Linked DNA regions of Mus musculus: regions 1, 2, 3 and 5 are each linked to region 4. Evidence: chromatin contacts called from public Micro-C and promoter capture Hi-C data. All regions are on one chromosome and are shown on one strand. The core of a region is the stretch at or near the end of the contact, and the rest is flanking DNA. Distances in the headings are between cores, read along the strand shown.

Region 1 (2,700 bases), core at 125-2,624, 1.5 Mb before region 4:
CAGGGCAAATGACTTCTGGCAGCAAGCAGTTACGATAATTTTTTAATGATACAAGCAGTCCTCAGCCAGGACTGTTCCATGCAGGCCTGCCTGAGCAGAACCCGGAGCTGACCAAGGGTTTCTCTCCTAACATGGTTTGATTGAGCGAGACATTTGATTTGCACTTCTATTAAAGGGAAGTAATGTATTAAATTGTTTTGATGCTGCCGCTCGGGCTATTCTCAGTGAAAGAATGCACTCTGTCTATACCTCTGGCTGGCTCCTGTCTCCCACCACTCACAGGTCCAAGGCCAGGGTTTCCTCTTATTTTTTGAAGCCAAGTATGACCTTGAACTTATGACCCTCCTGCCTCCACTTACTGGGAGCAGCAATTACAGGCAAGAGACTGGTTTTGTGAAGGGCCAGCAACCGAGCGCAGGGCTTCAGCTAGGCTAGTTTCTTAAGTGAAGGCTCAGGACTTTCCAAGTTGCTTGTTTTTCTGCAGCGTTTGCAAAAGCAATTCTAATGTCCAAATGGTGTGGTTGTATTTAGAGAGTGAGGCAGGAGATTGAGAACGGATCTTTTTTCCTTAAGGATCAAAGTAACAGCCATTTTCCTACCTCCATACTCCTACTCTTGTGACAAAAAAAAAAAAAAAAAAAAAAAGAAACCTGGATTGTTATAACTGTTTTCTGCCGGGAGGCCGGAGTGTGTGCATCTGCTAGGGAGAACCTCAGGATGAGGGGAAAGCCCAGCTGAGCTGCCTGGGGTGAGGAAGAAGGTGGGGGAAGCACCTTTTCTCTGTCTTCTGTTTGCCTGGGATTCAGAAACTTCTGCACTATAATTGTAGTCTGCAGAACAGTAGAAGAAAGCCTACAAAAGGTTTTTTCCATGTATATGCAGATGATCATGTATAGCACAGACCAGGCGGCAGCCACAGGAATTTATCATATCTTGCTTCTGGAGGCTGGAGACACGAGCATCTATAGATCTGGTTTCTTCTGAGCCCTCCTCCTCTTTCACTTAAAGATGGCTGTCTTGTGTTTCTCCAGCCATGTTGGTTAGAGCTTACTTCTATAATCTCATTTTATCTTAAACACCCTTTAAAGGCCTCATATTCCAGATGTACTCCAAGATGCTGAGTTCAGCTGAGAACTCAGAGGGAAAGAATCCACCTTGAGGTGGAAACTTAAGGGTTCTTTGGAAAATCAGTTGTGTTGGGTGGTGTTTTTCTCAGGCAAATATGTGAAGGTGACTTGGGCCAATTGGCAGAATGATGTCAGCAGAGACAGACTCACATGGAGTTTTACTAAGTCAGACTCACGTGGTGAGGCAAGACACGCGGAGGACACGTGATGTTTGGAGGGATAAATAGGACTCAGCGGACTGTGAGAGGAGCTTGACTCACTGGTAGAGCTAGCTATGCAACACTTGCTGGTCTCTCATCTTTGCTGAACTTCAGTATGTTAAGAGAGGCACCACGGAGAACTTTTCCTGGGGTTGCTGGTGAGCTGAATTCCTTCTGCTGACTCCTGCTGTTTCAACTGAGGCCTGGCTGTTCCTGCTAGGTCATGCCACCACTGCTGCTATCCCAATACTACTGAACTGGACTGCTGCGGGTGTATCTGTGAAGTGTTTACAAGTAGATCGAGCTGCCACTGCTGACCTGTGAACTGAACTGCTGATTCTCTGACAACGGGGATGGAATTTGCTCCAAAGAACCATTTCCAGGCAGGTCCACTTCCCCCACGTCCTTTCTTTCCCACTGCCTCTGCTGGGTGGTGGGCTAGAGAGGAGGCTGGAGGGCTTGGGAACCATCATTAAAAGTAGGGTTTGAAGGAATTGAAGATACACCACCCAGTGACTCTGTTCTAACCTGCTTTACTTGGGACATAGTCTTATTCTCGTGGCTTATGGGTGACCTGTGGGGCTCTAGCCCTGGCCATCTGCAGGTGTGATCTTGGTAGACAAGGGTCTCTTGCATTCCCAGGACACTGACCTTTAAAAGCAGTGACGTGCTTTCTATGAATAGAAACCTACAATGGGTGCTTCCATAAAACAAATACTCTTCTTGCATGTTTACTTTTGTAAGTTTGGATTTCTGGGTCAATAGTTTTCTGGGTGTATGGCGCCTACCTATATTCACAATAACAAAAGCTCAACCAAAAAATTCAAGGTCCTCTTCGTTCCCACTTGGGAACTTGGAATACTCCTGTGCATGAAACAAGCCTGGGGTCCCGCTTCCTGGGCTTCACGTCTGTTTTCTGTTTTGTTGGAAATTAAAAGCCTGGGCCTTGCATATGCTAAGCAAATTCTCCCAAGCTACATCTGCAGCACTTTATTTAGTTTTTAATTGTATATTTTAAGGATATATTAATTTTTCTTTTAAGTGTATGAGTGAGCCTCAGAATCTGGGGTTTGCCAGAAGAAGAATTAGATCTCTTAGAACTAGAACTGCAGATGGTTTTAAGCTGCCATGTGGCTGCTGGGAACCAATCTGAGTCCTCTGGAAGAGCATCCAGGATTGTAACCTCTGCGTCATCTCTCCAGCCCTGAGTCCTTTATTTCTACTTATTTTGAGATAGAGCGGCACACAAGTTGCCCAGGCTAGAGCAGACTTGAACTCTCTGTGTAACCCAGGAAGGCTTTGAACTTTTAATCCTTCAACTTCAGCTTCCTAAGTAACTGGGTACAGGCTTGTACCACCAGGCCTACTAGATT
Region 2 (2,700 bases), core at 135-2,634, 1.8 Mb after region 4:
CAATTTAGCTCCGTTCTTAAAGTCCAGATTAAGTTCCCCTCCTCCATTGGTATGCCTTTGCTGCTGTACTGGCTAAACCTTTTGGTCCCAGGTTTCAGATTGTTCCTGGAGGGCTAGCTTTCTCCCTCAGGCTCCATGTTTGACTCCTTGAGGACAGGGATTTGGGTTTCTGCTCTCGTTTTCCATGGAGTTAGAGAGATGCCATTCAGTGCGTACGTGCAAGGCATATTTGAAGACATCCATCACAGCTATTCATTTAGTAAATGAGATAATGAAAACTCAAATAGTAGCCAAAGGTAAATCATTAATTAATTCCCTCATTCATCACACCTGTACCAAAGCCTCAGGGGCTGGGGAACCTGGGATTGCAGCTTGCCCGGAGAAGCCAGACGAGCCTCTTCTCTCCATTTTGAGGAGATCCTTAAAGTAAATAAAGGTCCATATAGGATCTCAGACAAAATTAACCCTGTATGTGTTACTGAATGTATTAGTAACCTTATATAGCACCAAAGAGAACGATAGCAAAAAACCCTTTAAAACCCACATTACAAGATGCTATTCTGCTCGTGAATTCTGCAAGGTTTCCTTGCAAATAATTGAACTTAGAATGTTTTAGTTTGCAGGAAAGAAATCGCTACGAGGATACACCTTCGCCAAGCTGTTGTGTGTTTAAAGAAATGGTTTATCAATTAGGTGGTTTTACCGTAAAACTTTTAACGCTGGGGTTGCCAAGTTCACAAAATATCAGGGCAAAAATCTTGTTTCTCACGAAAACGCGAGTATTTGAGTTTTCCGGGGGGATCTTTGAGGCTGTGCTGTCGCAGCACACCTTTGAAAGTCTCTTCACAGCTGTGGGAACCCGGCGGAGCCGATTCACTGCCCACACCATTTCTCGGTTGCTGTGTAGCTGGGGGAGCTGGCAGGGCGACGTTCCCTCTCTCTCCACCTTCTTTCATTGCCTGGGTCGCCCGGAGAGAATCTGGGAGCAAGGCTGCGAGGAGGGGGAGGGGCCGGCAGCTTCGCGTCTGTCACTCTTCCTCGCGCGTTTCGGAAAGTTCTGGGTCTGAAGTTGGGGGAGCCCAAGAGGCTTCATCCCCAAGTCTGCACAGTGGAGAGTGCACACAGCAGAACCCTGCCCTGGCGCCCTCGACCCCAGCGCGGGGCCAAAAGAAGAGTGAGGAGCCCGACCCAAGGCACCGGTTGTCATGGCAACCGGGGCGCAGGTCTCCCCAGAGACTCGGTCCCAAGGGAGGAGGCGGGGTGGGGCTCCTGGCGGACCAATGGGGAGAAGCGGAGTGCAGGGTCCCGGACCTGCGGTCCTGTCCGCGCGCGGGCGGGGTTGACTGACAGGGCAAGGGGCGGGGCCGATGCGTCGGGCCGAGGAGGAGCTGCGCGCCGTGAGGAGCTGGGCCGGGCGCGCCGCGGCGAGGGTGACACACCATGGTCACAGTTCTCCGAGGTCTCCGCGCCGCTGCCGAGCAGCGCTCCCCGGCTCTCCCGTCCGCCTCAGCCTCCTGGACAGCGCCGCGCGCGGGCGGCCGTCGTTGAGGCGCTGCGAAGTCGCGGCGGGCGGGCGGGAGCTCGGCGGGGGTCGCCGCCCGGCGATGCTGCTTCTGTCGCCGCCGACCCTCTCTGCGCACGCCCGAAGCAGCTCGGGGAAGAAGAGGCGGCGGCTCTCGGTGCCCGCGCGCTGCGCTCCGGTCGCCGCACCGGGGCTCCCCACGCGCCGGTAAGAAGCACGCGTGGCCGGACCCGGGGGGTGGGATGTGCGGGCCTCTGGGACGTCTCTTCGGCTCCCCTCGGTTCGGATGGTGGCATCCCTGGTGCGCCGAGGGCGGGGAGCGCGAGCTGCTTGCAGTTTAATCCTGGCTGAGACCCCCGAGTGGGAGGGAGCGACGGGCTGTGGGCCACAGCGAGTGACGCTGCCCCGTGGAGCTGGTGCGGACAGCCTTGCGCCGAGCGCGCGGTGGGAAGGGCTCCCGGAGTCTGTTTCTAATTTCTGTAAATGATTGTGGACATGGTGTGGTTAGAAGCCGCCCAGAAGAATGTGTCTGTGTAAGGGCTCCGAGAAGGGGGTAGGGACGGGGACAGGCTCTAGTAAAGTTTGCTTCTCTCTGCTGCAGGCCAGCCTTTCTTTTCTCCACTTTGCTCGATAACGTGAGCGCCGAGAGCTGCAAAGTTAAAAGTTAAGCCAAAGTCAAGGAACTTTGGAAATTTAATTTCCTTCTGTTGTGTATTGGAGAAGCGAGGATGGGGAGACATGGGAGCGAGTCACAGAGTGCAGGTTTCTTTCCCTGTGTAAGATCGACACCTCCCCGTATTTGCGACTAATCTTTTAGACAACCTTCTGTCATTTTCGCTTAATTGCATCTTTGAAATAACAAACGCGGTGACTTCATAGGTAGCTGCCTGGAGCTGAGTTTACCTTTCCGAAAATGGGGCAATCGGGTTTGTTTTCTAGGCGGGACATACAGAAAATGTGGGACACCTGATATGTGGGTTGAAGGACGCTGCTAACTAATTAGGAAGATTTAAAAAGGTCTGTCTAGAGAGCTTATTAAAGGACGGGAAGAAAAAAAGTACCTGTATTATGAAACAGGCGTTGGTATTTTCCCAAGTTCTTGAACCGGGTTGGCAGGGTCGGGGTCAAAACCTGCTTCATTTTCATTGGCTGCCAGTAGTGGTGATGAGGTACAAGTT
Region 3 (2,700 bases), core at 115-2,614, 1.2 Mb before region 4:
TCCCAGAGCCCTAAGGTTCAACCTTCAGCACATTAACTGGGCTTGGCAGGAACACACACCACTGGGGAGGTGGAGGCAAGATGATCAATAGAACAGTCATGCCAAGCTACACAGCAAGTCTAATCTAGCCCGGGTTACATGAGACCTGTCTAAAAAAACAAAATGAATGTTTTTACAGGGTGGGGTTAGACCTCTACTCTAAAACTGGCCTGAACCTTTACTCCCAGCTTCATGGGAGACCCATTCAGAAAGATCACCCCCAGGTTGAAAACGGACTCTAGGAGACAAGCCCAGCTCAGTAAGATAAAATTGTATCTGTTCTAAAGGCAAGCGTAGGTTGGTGATGCAGTGACTGAAATCATGCACAAATCCTGGGCTTGAGTCCCAGCACTGCAAGATAAAAACCCCGATGTGCTGAGAGCTGATTACATGAGACCAGACTGAACTTCACTTAACTCACTGCCAATTGTGAAAAACCTCACCTAAGGATAAACACACAGCCTTGTATTCTTGACAGTCAAGCAAACACTTGTACCATAGCACCCGATTCCCCAGAAGTTCATGGGCTGCGTTTTATTTAAAAAAATAAAAATAAAAGGAAAAACCCAGCAAAATGTTGATTTCATCCAAATAAGATAAAAGCATATATAATGGAAAAACATGAATAAATTAATTCCTTGATGACTTCAATTCTCAGTAAAATAGGAGGTAAAAAAAACTTGTTGGAATTGAATTTTGTATCATTTGAAGGATACAAAGAAGTCAAAGGTTTTAATCACTGGGCTCCAATAAAATCGCCTAGTCCTGAAAGCTATCCACCCTCGATGCCCTATTCCCAAACTCAAACAAAGTTCTGTGGGCCCTAAGTTTCCGTACCCGTGCAGTTCCCATCGCACTGGAGACAGCAAGGGCCCGAGAGACCTCACCTTCTTTCATTAGCCACCTCCCATCTTCAGAAAAAGCGTTCTCTCATGAGGACAGCGGAGCAGTCCCACTCAAGCTGCTGTGCATCACATCCACAGCGCCAGGTCACATCGAGAGCTCCTGTGCCCCCTCGCCATCCGTGACCTACAAAAGAGACGAGATGAGGCCTGAGATCGCTCTTTTGTCCCGCCTGCTACACAACATTCGGCGGACATCACGACCTGTTCCTACCCATTTGGCGCCATTCTCCAATCAGTCCTTCCCGGCGCGCGCCACCATCGCCAGGGTCAGGCAGGCGTCAGCTCGGTTTCCACCTCTCTACTCCCCATGGCCATGCTCGCCCAAAGCGCGATGGCGCCGGATTGCGCGGGAGCTGGCGTAGACATGATGCCAGAGCGTTAACAAAAGGAGGACCGAATGGAAGCGAGAACGTGCCCACGGAGGCCCTTAAAGGCGCCAGGCCTCTCCGATTGGCTGCTTCGACATAGCATGGTATGTGATTGGCTACATGTCCAAAGCCCGCCCTTCCGGTCAAGCCGCCCAGTCCTCATGCGGAACAGAGTTTACCGCGACTCGAGCTCTCGCGGGAGCCCAGAAAAGGGACTTCGACAGAGTAGGATAGCCGGAAGTTGCTGTCCAGGGGACCGCAGCCTTGGGGACTGCTAGTGGAGTGTCTCGACCTGTCCTCCGGCTGTGTGGGCGATCGCAGCCGCCGAGCCCAGGCACTGCTATGGGACTGCAAAGGTGGGGCGGCGGCACATCGGCTAGCGTCGCCAGACATGTGCAACCGGACCTGGCTGGTGCTCCGCATTTGCCTTCCGGCTTGAGGGACGTTACTCAGAATGCTTTCTTTTTGCCGTTTATTGGGCGTCTGACTTGGTGAGCACCAGTCATCTCAGCCTTTCTGAGGTGTTGGTGAGAGTCAGTCATACCATGCTGAAGGCATACTGAGGAGAAAAGTAGGCGAAATCAATCCCTACTTAAACACTAGCTCCCAAGGAGAACCTTTTTGGTTGGTTTGTGGGGTGCTCTCTTCCTTTTATATCAGCCTGACCCGAGAAAACACGTGTAGTTCAAGCTGGCCTCACACTTGGGATCTTGGTGCATCAGCCTTCGCAGACCCAGCCCTGCACTACGCGTGAGACGTGGTCGCATTTTCTTACAATGTCAAGGGTTTGTTGAATAACAATAAATTCACACGTGATTCGAGTACCATCCTAAGTGCCAAACGTTAGCTTTTCCTTCTTGAATCAGTTTTCATTCGCCACCCCCAACCCCCTGAAAATCCCAAGCTTCTCCGTACTAGTCGGGAGATGTGTGTTAGACCAGAGCTGTGTGCTGCTTTGGATGAATATCGTTCTTGGCTCTTCCTAAAGATAGCACAAGATAATTTGGCTCTGGACCTGCAACTTCTAGACCTTTGTTTGGCTCTCCATCTGAACTCACCTGAGCTCTTCATTTCTTGTGATTGTCAATGAAATAATTCAGATGAGGCACACAAGAGAGCACTGTTGAAGATAAATGGGCTTTAGTACTGGAAAGTGAAGGAACCCAAAGGAGAGAGAAACAATGGCCAAAAAGACTGTTGGCATAAAAGCCTGCTCACAAGGAGCAAGAATGGGGCTGGAGAGATGGCTCAGCGGTTAAGAGCACCAACTGTTCTTCCAGAGCTCCTGAGTTTAATTCCCAGCAACCACATGGTGGCTCACAACCATCTATAATGGGATCTGATGTCCTCTTGTGTGTATGAAGAGAGCAGTGGTGTACTCATACACA
Region 4 (2,700 bases), core at 34-2,533:
CGGCGTGCTGTCCCGGAACTTCCAAACTAGTGTGGCGGCCAGGAGACTGACCGCCCGCAGGGGCACTGTGTGCTTCACGACCCGAGAGCAGACTTAGAAGGCAGGGACCCACCCTCCCCTCCCATAGTACTCACGGGGGGTACAGGCAAGGCGCGCGTCCCTCCACGGCGGACTCTGCATCACTCCGGGCCAGAAGATGGGCGTCCGACCGGGCAGCTCGGCCAGGGGCTTGGGGTACCGGCCCACGGCGGCCACAGCCGCGGCGCTGGGGCTAAAGTAGAGCCCGGGCGGCGGTGGCGGAGGGCTCAGGCTGCTGAAGCGGGGCAGGCCGGCCAGCAGCCCAGCGGGCGACGAGGCGGCAGCGGCGGCAGCAGCAGCGGCGGCGGCGGCCGCCGCAGAGGCCGAGGTGGCGGAGGCGGACGAGGAGGAGGAGGAGGAAGACCCGGAGGGCGAGGCGGAGGGCAGGGCGGCCCCCGAGGCCACCGGCATAGAGGGCCGGCTCAGGATGTCGTTGATGCCGTGTGGGGTGGCCGCCGAAAGCTGCTGCGGGGGACTGCCCAGGGACGAGAGGCCCCCCGCGGCCGGGGGCTTCAAGCCGCCCGGGTTATGTGAGCCCAAAGGTGGGGAGGGCGACGAGGACGAGGAGGACGAGGACGAGGAGGAGGGGGGCCCGGTGGGCAGCGGGGGATAAGCGGCGGGGTAGAGCGGGGTCTTCATCTCGGCCATACTGTGCAGGGCGGCCAGGGGCGGGCTGCTGAGCAGGAACGCGCTCTGCCGAGGGCCCTCCATCGCCCCCACAGCTAACATCCCACAGCCAGACCCGAACCCGCAGCCACGCAGGTCGGTGGCCCCGCCGGGGCTCGGGAGAACCCGAGGTGCCGGGGGCGCGCGCAAGCGAAGTGTGGATCGGCCGCGGGCTCCGGGAGCTGCGCAGCAAAAATGTCCAAACGCCCCGCGGGAGGCGGCAGGGGCGAGGGCTGCGGGGGCGCGGGCGGGCTCAGCGCTTCCTCGGCTTCGGGAGTCCCGGATTCGATCCCAGGCGCTGGTCCCTCGTTCCCGGCTCAGAGCGCTCTGCTTCTCATCTTCTCCACCCCCGCGGGAAATCAGCAAGACGTACCCCGCAGCCGACCCAGAGAGTTTGCAACAAGGTTGGGAGGCGCGGAGCGTTCGCTTTGATGTAGGAGGGCGGGGGCCGGCTCGCTCGCCTGGGGGAGCTTCAAAGCGGGCGGCGTTCCGCCCGGTGCGCGCCTCTGATCTCGCTCGGACGCTCCGCTCTCCCGGCGGCCGCGCTGCTGAGTCGCACTCACCGCTCGCCCGGGGGACAGAGCACAAACGGCCGGCGCGGGTATCGCGCCCGCCACTGCCTCGGGCCCGGCGTTACTGCGCCAGAAAGGGCAGTCAGTGACACCGCTCCGGCGGCTGGGGACTTGGTGCGCCCACGAGCCTACTTCCCCTCCGAGCCACGCGGCGCCGGACTAGCCGGATCGAAAAGGATAAAAGAAAATAAACCTAAGTATGGAAAAAGTCTGACGGGCCGGTTCCGATCGTCCGTCCTCTTCTGCAAGCCGGCCGGGAGACCCCCCCCCGTCCCACCCCCTGGCGCCCTCTCTTCCTCTCACTCTCCGCCTTTCTCTTGCCTCTCTGGCATTTCTCCTTGGCTTTCCAGGCTTGGCTCTTCCAAGCCCTGTCCTCTGGCCAAACTGACCCTCTCGGCGGCTCTTCCCTTCTCTCCTCTCTCCCTCTGGGCCTGACAGTTCGGATGAAGCTCTCAAAGGTAATAAAATATTTGCACCCCTCCCTGCCTCTCTTTAGCTGGGGGACGCAAGGGAGGGGAGGTGGGGGGCCAAAATGAGAACTTTCGAGGACGTCATTCCGGGGCGGCTCGGCGGGGCGGGACTGAGGAGCGGGGCCCGGGTCCTGGGCGTAAACACCGCCTCCAATAGCGCTCAGCTTGGGCAAGGCGTCGCTCCTAGAACACGCCCACCTGGGAGCGCCACACCTTTTGATTGGCTGAGACTAGGGAGCCATAAGGACGCGCCCTCCTAGTCCCCGCCCCAGCTTCACTTGGGCGGAGCCAAGAGGGGAGGGGCCTGGCGAAAAGAGTGGTTCCAGTCTAGAGCCAGCGGCCGGCTCAACTAATCGTGCAAAATAAAATGGAAAGGAGAAGGAGGGAGCAGGGACGAAGAGGGCATTACTTTTTAAAGAGAGGAATAATGAAAATCCAGCCCTTCTATGGAAAAGCAGTTTAAGTGCGGCTCTTCCGCCCACGCCAGCTCGCGTCATCCTCCCCCAGCTCGCGCGCGGCGCCCACCTCCAACGGTGTCTGGACCCTTGCGAAAAGGGAGCTAATGGAGCAGGCAGGAGGCATATCCCAGGCCGACTTCCTTCTTTTGAAGGGATTAATTAAAGGCCCTCTGGGCTCTTCCAGAATCGTGTAAATTGATTTGTTGTTCCTTAAGCCCGTAGATGTTTTTAAACCCCTCGCAGGCCTAAGGGTCACCCTTCACCATCTTTCCGTCTCCTGCTCTTTTCTGTTCTTTCTCCGTTCTTGTCTTCGCTCTCCCACTCCCTAGATCATTATCACTTATGAGGGGGCTCAGTACTCTGGGGATGAAATCAGCTTAATGAGAATATTTATCTCCTGCGTGGTGTCTAAACCTAACAGAAATGAGATAATTATTTTTTTAAAATCCTCCCTCT
Region 5 (2,700 bases), core at 188-2,687, 1.2 Mb before region 4:
CATTTTTGCCCATGAACAACATTATGTCAATTTGTCGTTGGTTTAAGATACTCAGGTACTACTAAATTTAAATTACTGATTCAACTCTATTATCATTCATAACCATCAACTTCTAACATATAGAAAATCCAGCTCTTCGCTAGAACCCTTTGCCAACTGACTTTAGGATCTAAGTTTCCAAATTAAAAACCATCTGCTGCTGATAACACTTGTTCAATGCAGAGGGGGGAAAAAAACAGCTTGCTTTAGAACAAGATTCCGGAACAACCTATCCATCTCCCACCCCCTTCCAGTTCCTCTCATGGTGTAGTCTAATAAGCACCCAAGAGGGAATAGAAGTAATTAATCATGTAAGGAATTAAGAACATATAAGCTGCAAGGCTTAATAGGACCAGCATCCTCCAAAAGTTAGCTGTTTGACTTCAGAAAGCCTTACTAATTGCCAGTTCAAAAGCTTTATTCTTTATCATTCAGTCATACTATAAGCTCTTAAAGACCTAACAGAAACCAGCAAGCTGAATCTCAGGGTTGTGGACAAGGCTAATCTACTGTCTTAAGTTTCCCTAAGAATAAGGAAGAAGCAGAAGCCATTTCATTTCCCTACCTTGTTTGAATGACACCTCCATATAAAAGTCAGCAGGCTCAGGCTTAGTCAAGGGCTGTCTCCCACCCACTCCCGGCGCGTTTCTACCGAGAGCCCGCTAGAGGCTGAGCGTGGAAGGGGTTCCCAGTTTCTCCATCTTTCAACTTTATTCCCCACCAACAGCCGGGTCCACCGGCACTCGGATGGTTGTTTACCGTTGCTTGACCAGGCTGAGTCCCAGCCCGCTCCCTTCCCCCGTGCACCGCGGGGACACTATGACATTTGGCTGGTGGGCTTCGCGAGGGAAACGGACACACACCCAGAAGAGTCCATACAAAGGGGCGTAGGAAGAACGCGGCGCCGGGCAGCAGCGAAAGGAGGCGCTGGTACGAAATGACACAGCAGCAAAACAGGTTCCCAGAAGCCCGGGGCCGGCAGCCGCTTCCCGGGCCGCGCCGAGAGCCTGTCAACAGCCGCCCAGCCCTTCCTCCCGAGCGCGGGGCGGGCGGCGCCGGCCCGCCGACTGACAGCCGCGCTCTCCGGCGCCCGCCGCTCGCGCCGCGCCCCGACAACCCTCGGTCCGCCGCGGCCCACCGGCCCACCGCCCGGCTGCCCGGAGCCGCCGCCGCGCTCTCCGCCCGCGCGCCGCTCGCCCCGAGCGCGGGCCCGGCGCCGGTCCCCGCCGCTCAGCCCGGGTCTCCGGAGCTGACACTCACCCGAGCCGGCGGCGCCGCCTCCTTCTCGCGCCGCGCTCCCCGGGCTCCCAGCAGCCGCGGCGGCGGCGCCTCCGAAACACAGACCCGGGTTTGTTCAAAATCACGCCCAGCGCCATTCCACCGCCGCATCCCATAATACGCCGGGCCGCCCCGCCCCGCCCGCGCGCCGCCCCGCCCCCGCCGGCGGCCCGAGCCCCGCCCCTTCCGCGCCCCTGCTCCGCCCCCTGGCAACCCGAGTCGCGTCTTTGCGCAGGGCTGGGGGAGCGCTCTGGGGTTCCACGTGACTGCTCCTGGGGCCTCCGTCAAAGGGAAGGCGGGGAACTCCAAGTGGGTTCGTGCTTCTGGCTTTGTGACTAAACCTCGGTCAGTGCGGTTTCCAGCGCGCCCCCGCTTGGTGATGCGCCTGAGTGAAGAGAGAGTCCGCATCCTTTCTCAAATGTTAATAAATCTGTTGGGGTTTAGACGTGAACGTTGCAAGGGGCTCCTAAAAGCTCCTGAGAGAGCACGCAGAGTTACCTTGAAAGGGAGTTTTTGATAATTTGTCTTGCAACACACCTTATACTGATACATATGGATTCTTTGCATTCAGTCATCTCATTTCCTGGGATATTTATAAATCCAAGAAATAAAAAATATATATTAAATTTTAAAAAGGCCTTACAACGTGAAACTACCTGGGGAACCACACGAAGGAGGCGGGAGATAAGTTAAAGGTATCGCTTTCCAACCAAGTATTCCTGGGGGTACTGTGGGGGCATCACTAGAAGAAAAAAGGCAGAGAGACTGAGGCCCCAAATTTAGATAACCCCCACCTCCACACCTCACCTTGGTAGAAAAATTCTGAGTTCCTTCCACCAAGCTGACACAGTTCTGATACCACTACTACAAAACAGGACCTAAGGAATAAGGGCAACATTTCCGGGTTTACTGTGGATTTTTTACAACGACTAAAATGACTAGTACAATCTTATCAGTGTCAGCAATCTGGTCAAAACAACTCACACCATGACATAGCGTTTAATGTATGTGGAGAATGACAGTTTTACATTAGTGAATATAAGAACTGTGGTATCCAGTGATGCATTATATAACACTCAACAACTGTGCTGAATATTATAATTCTTAGAAGGAACTGGACAGATGTCTCCGTGCTTAGGACCATGGTTAGGACCCGGTACCGTTCCTATAAAGGACCTAAGTTCAGCTCCCAGCACCCACACCAGGTGACTTACAAGGCCTGTAACTCCAGTTTCAGGGAATCCAACATCCTCTTCACGACTCTGAGGGCACAAACAAATACACAGATATGCATGAAAATAAAATCTTAAAAATAAATACAATTCATATAAAATCAAGAATAAAATAAAGCTTTTAGCTGGGCAGGGTGGCCCACCTCCATAT

Evidence for each region. Promoter capture Hi-C pulls out the DNA fragments that hold promoters and counts their contacts. A called contact is a pair of places that touch in the nucleus more often than the background predicts.
Region 1: a contact with region 4 is called in a promoter capture Hi-C map of pre-B cells, with 2.5 times the contacts expected there. The contact joins the promoter of 2310034O05Rik here to the promoter of Nkx6-1 in region 4. A contact is called at or near these places in 3 of 39 promoter capture datasets (liver and pre-B cells).
Region 2: a contact with region 4 is called in a Micro-C map of embryonic stem cells, with 8 times the contacts expected there. The contact joins the promoter of Ptpn13 here to the promoter of Nkx6-1 in region 4. A contact is called at or near these places in 4 of 484 Hi-C or Micro-C datasets (all in embryonic stem cells), 2 of 115 datasets of contacts at active chromatin or transcription factors (both in embryonic stem cells) and 1 of 9 other capture datasets (embryonic stem cells).
Region 3: a contact with region 4 is called in a promoter capture Hi-C map of pre-B cells, with 2.8 times the contacts expected there. The contact joins the promoter of 5430416N02Rik here to the promoter of Nkx6-1 in region 4. A contact is called at or near these places in 2 of 39 promoter capture datasets (hippocampal neurons and pre-B cells).
Region 5: a contact with region 4 is called in a promoter capture Hi-C map of hippocampal neurons, with 3 times the contacts expected there. The contact joins the promoter of Lin54 here to the promoter of Nkx6-1 in region 4. A contact is called at or near these places in 2 of 39 promoter capture datasets (cranial neural crest and hippocampal neurons), 1 of 484 Hi-C or Micro-C datasets (nephron progenitors) and 2 of 115 datasets of contacts at active chromatin or transcription factors (embryonic midbrain and stem cell-derived neural progenitor cells).

Annotation. Positions count from the first base shown.
Region 1 is chr5:100,209,318-100,212,017 of GRCm38.p6, forward strand. It overlaps 2310034O05Rik (RIKEN cDNA 2310034O05 gene), which reads left to right and starts at 1,375. Exons shown (of 4, transcript NR_040679.1): 1 at 1,375-1,710.
Region 2 is chr5:103,423,808-103,426,507 of GRCm38.p6, forward strand. It overlaps Ptpn13 (protein tyrosine phosphatase, non-receptor type 13), which reads left to right and starts at 1,385. Exons shown (of 48, transcript NM_011204.2): 1 at 1,385-1,729.
Region 3 is chr5:100,428,171-100,430,870 of GRCm38.p6, forward strand. 5430416N02Rik (RIKEN cDNA 5430416N02 gene) reads right to left here and starts at 1,365. Exons shown (of 5, transcript NR_034038.1): 1 at 1,156-1,365; 2 at 927-1,068.
Region 4 is chr5:101,663,428-101,666,127 of GRCm38.p6, forward strand. It overlaps Nkx6-1 (NK6 homeobox 1), which reads right to left and starts at 1,284. Exons shown (of 3, transcript NM_144955.2): 1 at 135-1,284. The coding sequence starts at 807.
Region 5 is chr5:100,499,202-100,501,901 of GRCm38.p6, forward strand. Lin54 (lin-54 homolog (C. elegans)) reads right to left here and starts at 1,438. Exons shown (of 13, transcript NM_172714.4): 1 at 1,300-1,438.